Regions from separate parts of the Rattus norvegicus genome. Here region 2 is linked to region 1. The links are chromatin contacts, called in public Hi-C maps. All regions are on one chromosome and are shown on one strand. Each heading gives the region's core, a stretch centred on a gene start, on an enhancer-like site or on the middle of the called end of the contact. The rest is flanking DNA. Distances are from core to core; before and after follow the strand shown.

The links. Hi-C and Micro-C count contacts between places; a contact is called where the count stands out from the background.
Region 2: a Hi-C map of kidney shows a contact between it and region 1, with 3 times the contacts expected there. The contact joins the promoter of Vps18 here to the promoter of Rpusd2 in region 1. A contact is called at or near these places in 5 of 12 Hi-C or Micro-C datasets (Schwann cells, frontal cortex, kidney and 2 more).

The regions. Positions count from the first base shown.
Region 1 is chr3:126,469,495-126,474,413 of GRCr8, reverse strand. Rpusd2 (RNA pseudouridine synthase domain containing 2) reads right to left here and starts at 2,794. Exons shown (of 3, transcript NM_001135845.1): 1 at 2,114-2,794; 2 at 598-894. The coding sequence starts at 2,758.
Region 2 is chr3:126,730,970-126,735,888 of GRCr8, reverse strand. It overlaps Vps18 (VPS18 core subunit of CORVET and HOPS complexes), which reads right to left and starts at 2,613. Exons shown (of 5, transcript NM_001106499.2): 1 at 2,267-2,613; 2 at 1,068-1,209. The coding sequence starts at 2,357.

The sequences.
Region 1 (4,919 bases), core at 1,545-4,044:
GGTTCACAACCATCCCTAATTCCAGTTCCAGAAGAGCTATTCTCATTCTAACCTCTGCGTGTGCGCGCGCACATACACACACACACACACACACACACACACACACACACACACACACACACACACAGGCAAAACACTCGTATAAAATAAAATGAATACACCTAATAGAAAATTTTGTAAAAGAAAATATGAAATCAGAAAACATTTACCTCACAAGACTACCATCAGTGTTTCGTAAATTAGGTTCTAAGGTTTTTGGGATTAAGTCTGGCATGTGTTCAACAAATGAGTTAGGATCCCGATGCAGAACCACCAGTAAGACTCTTACTCACACCTCTTTCAACTTTATCCAGTCTTCCTACAAAGTGAGCTCTCTTCCAAATCAACAATGTCTAAAGTTTTCAGAACAGCAAACTACTAAGGAGCAGTAAAAGCCATCTCCAAAGACCTTTTGAAGCATGTAGGATAATTGTCTTTGGAACTTTAGGAGCTGAGCCTCCTCAGAGGAGGAAGGTTATAGATGCCCCTCAGTCTAGAACACCATGCGCCCTCTGTGTACCCAGGAAGCAGTCTACAGCAGGCAAAAGCCTGGCTCACCTGCCGATCCCGAACTTGTTCATGGATCTTCTCAGACACCGCAGCTGTCTTGGCAAACATGAGCACTCCTGAGGTGAGGCGATCGAGCCGATGCAACGGGTGTAGTTCCTTTAGTTGGTGCTCCTTGCCTAGGATGAAGATGACCGTGTTGTGTCGGAAGCGGCCACAGGGGTGGACAGGAATGGAGGACGGCTTGTCTATAACAACCACATCATCGTTCTCAGCTAGCAGGCGAATAGGCTCTGCTGTGACTGGTGGCTCATGTCTGTGCACTGTGTTCCGCAAGAAATCATTGTCCTGTCAAAAACATACGTAACATTCAGCCCAGGACCAGCAACCTACAGATAGTCAATTAGACACCCGAGTTCTCAGCTCCTTATTGACATGGAGGAATGGTCACAGTAAAGCCTTTGATAGAAAAAGAAGTGAGTGTGGTAAGACAACAAGAGGTTGTGAGTTTTACTGGCAAGGACCTTTACCTACTGAACCATCTCACCATCCTGATACAAATATATTTGAAAGTAAATGCCCTAGAAAGGAAACTTCTATTAGTTATCAACTAGAACTTTCAACAAATGACACTAACTTGTATGTCCAGAGCTCTAAGCTCTACACACAGATTTGACACAAGCTCACTACATACTTTTGGATAAGTCATTTTAACCTCTCTAGGACTCAGTTTAAAAACATATGGTTTTCAAAATCTGTAGGGGAGAGGTTATTCCCAAATCCTGAAATTCTTCTTTTCTCTTTTCTTTTCTTTTTTTTTTTCGGAGCTGGGGACTGAACCCAGGGCCTTGAGCTTGCTAGGCAAGCGCTCTACCACTGTACTAAATCCCCAACCCCTCCTCTTTTCTCCTTAAAATCTCTGTGAGCCAATGTTAATGACACGGGTTTCATGGGGGGGGGGGGGGGGAGCACATGCTTAGTATCTATCCCTGACTTGACTTCTAATTCTATACACATCAGGACTTATGACAAATACTTTCAGTGTTAATATGAGCACACACTTTGAAAATCGGACTATTGCTTTACTTTGAGGTTCAGTTTGGTCACAAAAGGGAGAAGCAATGCATGCTCCCCAACGTAGCCACTTGTGTTTAATGTTAGAGCGCACAAAATGCTTGACTTTGTTCCTGATGCAGTTAAGAACACATGAATGAGGTATCTGCTGTTATTATTTGTACAGAGATTTATCATGAAGGGTAGAGAGCAGGCAGTGCCCTTGCCACAAGGCAGATATAAAAGGAACAAGAAAATTTCCAGTTTTGATTCTTTGAAACAAACAGCCTTGCTGGGGAGGATGAAAAAGTTGAGTTCTAGAGCATGGAAAGGCTATCTACCTATTTGGGGACGTGGGAAGCGGGGACTAAAAGAGTCCCGAGGGATAATGAGATTGTTTCTGAGTTACCATCACTTTATTCCCTTATTTATAAGGTGTGTCTGAGAAAACAAACAAAAATCCCATAACCTTCCCTCCTTTTCTCTGATTCTGGCTAGTCCCATCGAATACCACCTTGAGGACGATGTTGAGGTCCTGGACTGGTTCCTCGTTGAGATGCAGGCGTCCTGCCCGGACAGCGGCCTCGTAGTAAGCCAGTGGCTGGGATCGGAACTCGGTGCTGAAGACGTGCAACAAGCTGCGACCCACCCAGCGACCTTTACAGTAGGTCTGGAAGTCAAAGTAATAGGGCCGCACCTTGCGCAAGCCGCCCTCGAAGTAGTAGGTGGTCTCTGCAAAGTGCTCGTCGCTAAAGCTCACCCCAGTCCGCCGTTTCTTCGGGGGCGGCACGACCCGTTCCCCAGTGGCGCCCCGCCGCTTTTTCCTCTTGCCTGAGTCGGCGACTGGAGTTGGGGCCTGCTCTCCGTTCCCCGGGAGCTGCTCTTCGCCTCCCTGGGCCTGCTCCCCGCTCTCCGGGACCTGCTTCCCTACCGTCGCTGGCTCTAGGAGCTCTAGGTGCGGCTCTCCCCTGGTGTCGCTACCAGTATCTCCATTTTGCTCAATCAAAGCCTTCAGTCCGTCCGCTGCCTCGGCTTGCGCAGAGAGTGCCTCAGTCATCGCCTTCCCACAGCTACCCCAAGTCCGGACAAAGCTGTGGGACCAGAGCGCCACCTGCCACTGCACAATATACCGTAGGCAGCCCGGGACACTTCGCCACATAACAGCATGGCAAGCCGCTTCGGGGTCGCGATATGATGGCGTCATAAGGCAGCAACCAATCAGGAAGGCCCAGTGCAGAGGCGGGGTTTGCAAGAAGGGAATTAGTGAGTTGTTTCGAGTTAGGTGTCTGGGGAACTTCTTCCCCAGAGTGCCCTTCTACCCGAGGTCACAGATAGACTCCCCTTATCCACGAGTTCAGACGGTATTTCTAAAGGAAATCTTCGGAAGTGCTCCACGTAAAAGACTTGAATGGAGATAATGGTGCACATTTCATATAGATATGGTATTTCCTGGGTCTGTAAAAGTGTACTTAAGGAAGCTAGAAAGATGACTCAGTGGTTAAGAGCACTTGCTCTTGCAGAGGACCTGGGTTCAATTTCCAAAACCCACAAAATGGCTTAGATTCTTCTGCAACCCAGTTACAGAGGATCAGAAAGGCATACATGTGTTGCACATACATGCATACAAGTAATGTATTCACACACACACAAAGTAAATAAATAAATCTTTAAAAAGAAAAAAAGGTGTACTTACAACAGGCAGCGCCAGCAAGGCAGCTCACCTGTAGTCTGGCGCTCAGAAGGCAGAGGCAGGAACATCAGGAGTTTCAGTTCTATGGTTATTCAAGTGCCTGTCTCAAAATAAAAGCGGGCAAGCAAAATAATAGTAATTATTATTGTTGTTATTATTTTAAATAGAAGGTAAACAAGCAGAAAAAACAGTATCAATCAGAATGAAAGTTGTGGGTTGGAGAGATGGCTCAGTGGTTAAGAGCACTGACTGCTTTTCCAGAGGTCCTGAGTTCAAATTTCAAGAACCACATGGTGGCTCACAGTCATTTGTAATGAGATCTGATGCCCTCTTCTGATGTGTCAGACAGCTACACTGTACTTATATATAATAAATAAATCTCCTTAAAAAGGAATGAAAGTTGCTACAACTATGACTGTACTAGCAACAGTCTTGTCTACTTTGCTTTTACTTTTGAGGGGAAGTGTAGGGAAATCCTAGATCTCAAGCACTCATTCATTTAGTTATACCCACTACTACTGTTGTATAATTTAAAAGTCTGCATATTATAGTATGTTACATACCTCGATAAAGCTATTATTATACATATATATACACACACTCCAAAGAAGCAATATTTTTCATACCTGCCCTTCCTACTAACAGCATGAAAAGAATTAGAGATTTCCTACTTGACTTCCATGAACTCTTACCCAGAACTGAGTGCACATTAGAACTGCAAATGGGTCAAAAAAAATTTTTTTGCCAAAGTCTTCTGTGTATGTGTGCCAGTTGCATGCAGGTGTATGTGTGAGTGTGCATAAAGGTCAGAAGTCAACCACAGAGGACCTTTCTCTGGTGCCAACCATTTTGTTTATTGAGACAGGGTCTCTCACAAACATGTACTACAATGCCCACCTTTTAAATGTCAGTTCTGGGGATCAAACTGAGGTCTGTGTTGCATGACAAGCACTTTAACAACTGAGCTATCTCCCCTGCTTGCTAGGGTTCTTACATGCAAAATGCCGAGACCTGAATTTGCTAACTTCATCAGAGAGGGGATTACTAGAAGGGCATTAGTGCTTCATAGGAGTCATAAAAGAGCTGAAGTATAGACTCAGCAAAGAGACCAAAGTGAGGCAAGCAAAGCATCTGAAAACCAGCGGTTGCCTGAGAAGAAACCCGCTTGGATGCTGCCACTGTGAGATGCACAGTTGTGCCAAATTACTCTGCCCCCACAACCCTTTTCCCCTTGAAAATCACCAAATATCACAGCTTCTTTGTGATCCTATCTCAAGATCCAGAATCCTACAAGGGAGCCTTCCTTCTGCCAAGAGGGTTTAAGTCTGTCTTATTTTACAGAGTGCCTGAAAATAGTCAATAAGCCCCTTATCCTTCACAGTGGGATGCCTCCAAAAAGGTAGATATTCGGATATCTAAAAACAAGTCAAGTGTCTAGCCCAGTTCAAGAATGTGAACATGAACTTTCTCATGGGTATTTATTATACAAAATGTTAATTTTGGCTTAGACTATTCTTTTTTTTTAAAAAAAAAAAGATTTATTTACCTTATGTATGTGAGTATACTGTCGCTGTCTTCAGACACACCAGAAGAGTGCATCAGATCCCATTACAGACGGTTGTGAGCCACC
Region 2 (4,919 bases), core at 1,364-3,863, 260 kb before region 1:
TTTACGCTCCCTTTTCTTGTAAATTCTCATCTTACCAGTTTCTAAGAGGTTTGTTTCTTTGTTTTGTTTCTCTGAGACAGGGTCTCACTATGCAGCACAGTGCTAGCTCCCAATCTTCCTGTGTTAGCCTCCTGAGTCCTAACACAGTGCATGTGCCACACACTTAAATCTGATTATTTAAAATGGGGCTCCCTGGCCCAGGCTGGCCTCAAACTTACTGTGAAGCCAACGATGATCTTGAATTTCAGATCCTCCTGCCTCTACCTCCCAAGCCTTGTGATAACAGGTGTGCACCACCATACCCGGTTTCTGCTGTGCTGAGTATCTAATCAAGGACTAAGTGTGCTGTGCAAGCACTCTCCCAGATCCAGCCTCACTTATCTACAGCATCTTATTTTGCAGTGCTAAGAATCAAACTCAAGGGGGCTGGAGAGATGGCTCAGTGGTTAAGAGCACTGATTGCTCTTCCAGAGGTCCTGAGTTCAAATCCCAGCAACCACATGGTGGCTCACAACCATTTGTAATGAGGTCAGATGCCCTCTTCTGGTGTGTCTGAAGACAGTGAGAATGTACTTATATATAATAAATAAATCTTTAAAAAAAAAAAAAAAAGAATCAAACTCAAGGCCTCAGGAATGCAAGGTACTCTATTACTGGGCCACACCCCCAACACCAGTGGTTACAGCTAGTCATTCTGGGATTCATGGTTGTGAGACAGGCTAACCATTTTATTCCAGATAGCTTATCCCAAATGATAAACAATTTTGTCAACACTTTTTGCCAACTAGAGTATATACTCCAGGATTCCAGACTGTTCCAATGATTTGTGTGGCTAACTCTAGGGAGGCTGAGACCACCTTTCACTGCTGAAAGACTAGAATGATCAGCTGACTCACTCGAGACCGAGATCACGGGCATAGCTGGAATCTGAACATAGGTCCTCCTGATCTTCAACCACTACATTGGTTCTCTTTGGGAAGGAATAGCATATCTCCTGAAAAACTACTGTTTCACTTGCTAAGTATGGGAAAAGACCCTGATCAGTTAAAAGTCTCCAAATCCATTACCGGAGCAGCGTATCCTTGCCCAGGCTCATACAGAGCTGACTGCAGGAAACAACAAGGCTGGTGATTCGCTCGGAGGGGGTGAAGTCAATCCGCTGCTTTGTGAAGATAGGCACCTCCTTCTCCAGATGGGCATTTACATACCCTATAGGTTTGGAAAGAAGAAAACAATTGGCATCCAGAGAAGGGGGCGGGGCAGCGCGGAAAGCCCAGAGAAACCACAGTGTTAGCTGAAACTTCTACTTCCCAAGTATACTCCTACCAACCCACAGGATCTTGGTTTATGAGGAATTCAACATGAAAGAGTTTTCTGGTTGTCTTTATAGGAAGCGTCCTGGGCTCTTCTCACACTTGTGGCAGTAGAGAGGAATTGGTTCTCTGGGCCTGAGACCAGGTAGTATCATGATATGATATGCATGTTCCCAGTGGTAATGGGGGAGAGAGGGAGACGGTACAGGGAAAATGGTTTCAGCATTCTCCCTTATTACCCTTACTCTTGCGCCCACCAATCACAAGAGAACTAAAGCTGTCCCGTGCTCCCTGTCCACACAGTATGGCTCAGTGAGTCTCCATCGCATGTAGGGAGTTCCATCACTACTGTTCATAGGCTGCAGCTGCTTTTTCTCTAATCCGCTGCAATAAAATACTATCATAGTACGGGTAACCCTACGCTATTCTCTTACACTCTAAACTACAGCCAGCTTTACCCCAGGCCAATCATCTCCATCTTTCCTATTCAGTGACAAAATTCCCTTCACCCATAACGTTCACGTTCCACCAAGTTCTGTGCTCATTCCGCCTTCTCTGCTAGACGAAGTCTGGTGGGGAAACACACACACACACACACACACGCACACACACACAAAACAAAAACTAAAAAAACCCCATAGAAGCAGACACGAAAAGAAGCATGGCACCTGTTTTCAGTTCTCCCAAGAGTCAAACTGCAGCCCGGTAGGCAAGTACTGTAACAAGTACTTCCTTATCTGAGCCCAAGTTCCCTCTTTTGAAGGACCTTAGTCTTAGGCCTAGATCACGCGGCTGCTACTGTGGCTCTTTCAAACTTCGACCACTGCAAGCTGGACAAGACAAGAGAGGCCTGGGCCTTGGATCGTAAACACACGCCGCAAGTTCTTGAGCGTCCCTCTCCCGTAAATGCTACAATAACAGAATGGGGGCAGAGGCAGCCTCTTCTAACTTACCAGAATGGGGGATGCCCACGCTGGGGCAACCAGTCTGCAAGACGGCCGAGCGGGACAATGAGTCCTCATACTCATCCAGTATGGACGCCATGGTTATCAAACTCTGGACCTTTGGTCTGGGACCTGGGGGTCACAACTGGGACCCCGGTCGTCCTGGATTTGCAAGTTGTGCTTCCCCCAGCGTCTGACAGATCCTGAGAACCTTTTAAAAACTCTGAGGCCTTTTTCGCTTTCTCTGCATAGGAAGAGACGATCGAGGAGCCCCCACTAGAATATGGCGCAGTTTGGCACCCCAGCTCCAGTCCCAAGAGATTACAGGCTCCCCTTAGCAGATCCCAGGTGATCGTAACCTCACCCAGGCAGCTCAGCTGACTCCGCCCCCGTGACGCGTGCTTATGACGCGCTTCCGGGTTTCAGAAGCGAGTATTAACTGGAGCCCTGGGCATTGGAGCCTCCACAAGGAGGCGTTGTCGGAGACTCGGAGCGGCGTGGGTGGAGCCAGCGCTGGGCCTGGAGCAGCTGGAGTACTTGCGGGCGACCCTGCTGCAGTTCCTCATATTGGCGCTAGGGGACAGCCCAGGACTTCCCTGCGGCGTCCTGTAGCAGGCTTGCGTGGATCCTAGGTTTCCGAAGCCCAGGCTTCACTCCCTCAGATTGTCACTTAAAGGCCGGCTGTGCTCCATCTGCTGCACTATCTCCTGTTTCTCAATCGAATTGCTGCCTCTGTTCATCTTCATAAACACAGGTGGAACAGTTTTAGCGTCCCTTCTTCCACTCCAGGGACCCACTAACTTCCAGAGAAAGTAGCTGAATGTGTCAGAAGTGTGGCTCAGGTGTGCATAAGCACTTTGCCCAGCGGGTATAAGACTTGGATTTTTTTCCCTACACTACAAAAAGAAAACCATACAAAATTTAATCTCCAGCAGCGGGAAGGCTGAGGCAGGAGGATTACTAAGGATTGGGCTACAGGTGAGACCCCCAGAAAACAACAGGAAGAAAGACATTGACAATACAGCATAGCTAACAACACTAAACCGTGTGCCAGGATATGCAAGCTGCCTCATAGTGGCTCCTTCGTGTAGGAGGAGAGACAGGGTGACCAGGGAAACCGAAGCACGGGCTGCTTCCAGGCACTTGATCAGTTGAATGATGCTGACTCTCCTTGTCTACCATGTGGGAAGCCTTAGGATCAAGCCCTAGTATCAGAAAAAGAAAAGAAAAGGACATTATATATGACCATCAGGAAAATTATGGACAAAAACCAATAAACCGTATGATGCTTGGGAGTGAAGAGAAGGGTGGTAGAGAAAGTGGGGCTGGCCTTGGGCAGACTGTGGAAGCTGTTGTATGGTTCACTGGGAGACATAACTGAGAATAAGATCCAATGCTAGAAAGATAGCAGGTATTTGAAAGGGACATGAGACCTGAGGCAGAGGACAGACTTTAAGTATCCAACCGTAAGATAGAGAGAGGGCTGGGGGACAAGAGAACATCTCAGACGAAGGCATCATAGACTTAGTGACAGGTGAGATGTGGCAGATGAAGGAGGAGTGGGGACAGCTGAGACCTGGCAGGTAAAGTCACTGAAACTTATGCAAGGGACAAAGGAGGAGCTGAGTGAGAGGGGGTGGAGGTTACATGACTGAGTTCAGGGCACTTGTAGGGAACTTACAGGGGAAGTCCCGACAATACCAGTAACCTGTTCAAGGGCAGTCACTAATAACACTAGTAAACATTTATTAGACATTTGCATAAATGAACTCTTTGATGACTCAGTTTCTACATTTTTAAAAAAACATCTTTTAGAATTATTTGATGTATATGAATATACTATACCTGTCCTCAGACACACCAGAAGAGGGCATCAGATCCCATTACAGATGGCTGTGAGGCACCATGTGGTTGCTGGGAACTGAACTCAGGACCTCTGGAAGAGCAGTCAGTGCTCTTAACCACTGAGCCATCTCTCCAGCCCAGTTTCTACATTTTTTTTTTGGTTCTTTTTTTCAGAGCTGGGGACCGAACCCAGGGCCTTGTGCTTCCTAGGTAAGCACTCTACCACTGAGCTAAATCCCCAGCCCCCAGTTTCTACATTTTTATAAAATGAGAAAATTCTCTTTTTTAAAATTTTTAAAAAATTTTTTCTTCGGAGCTGGGGACCGAATCCAGGGCCTTGCACTTGCTAGGCAAGAGCTCTACCACTGAGCTAAATCCCCAACCCCTGAGAAAAATCTCTTAATAGTGTGCGGCGTACAGTTTTGGATGTTTACAAGTCACTGGATGTTAAGTTTGTGTTTAGACATTACTAGTATCTAATAGTGGATTGTTAACTAAATCCAAATCCAGACCAGAGAATCAGACCCAACGCTTCATAAATACTGTGTGAGTGCTACATTACGGCCTACACCCTCAGTCTTGGACTCTCCGTTGAACTGAAAAGGTTTAGAGTTTAATGGCATGGGGGACTGTGGATCTAGCTTACTTGGCAGACAAGAGGGCTTGTCTAGCTTCATAGGATGAGACCCTCAGCACAGCATAGAACTAGGTGTGGTACCTATAGTCCCAGAGTCAGGAAGTGGGAACAGGAGGGTTAGAAACTCAAAGTCGGGGTTGGGGATTTAGCTCAGTGGTGGAGCGCTTGCCTAGCAAGCGC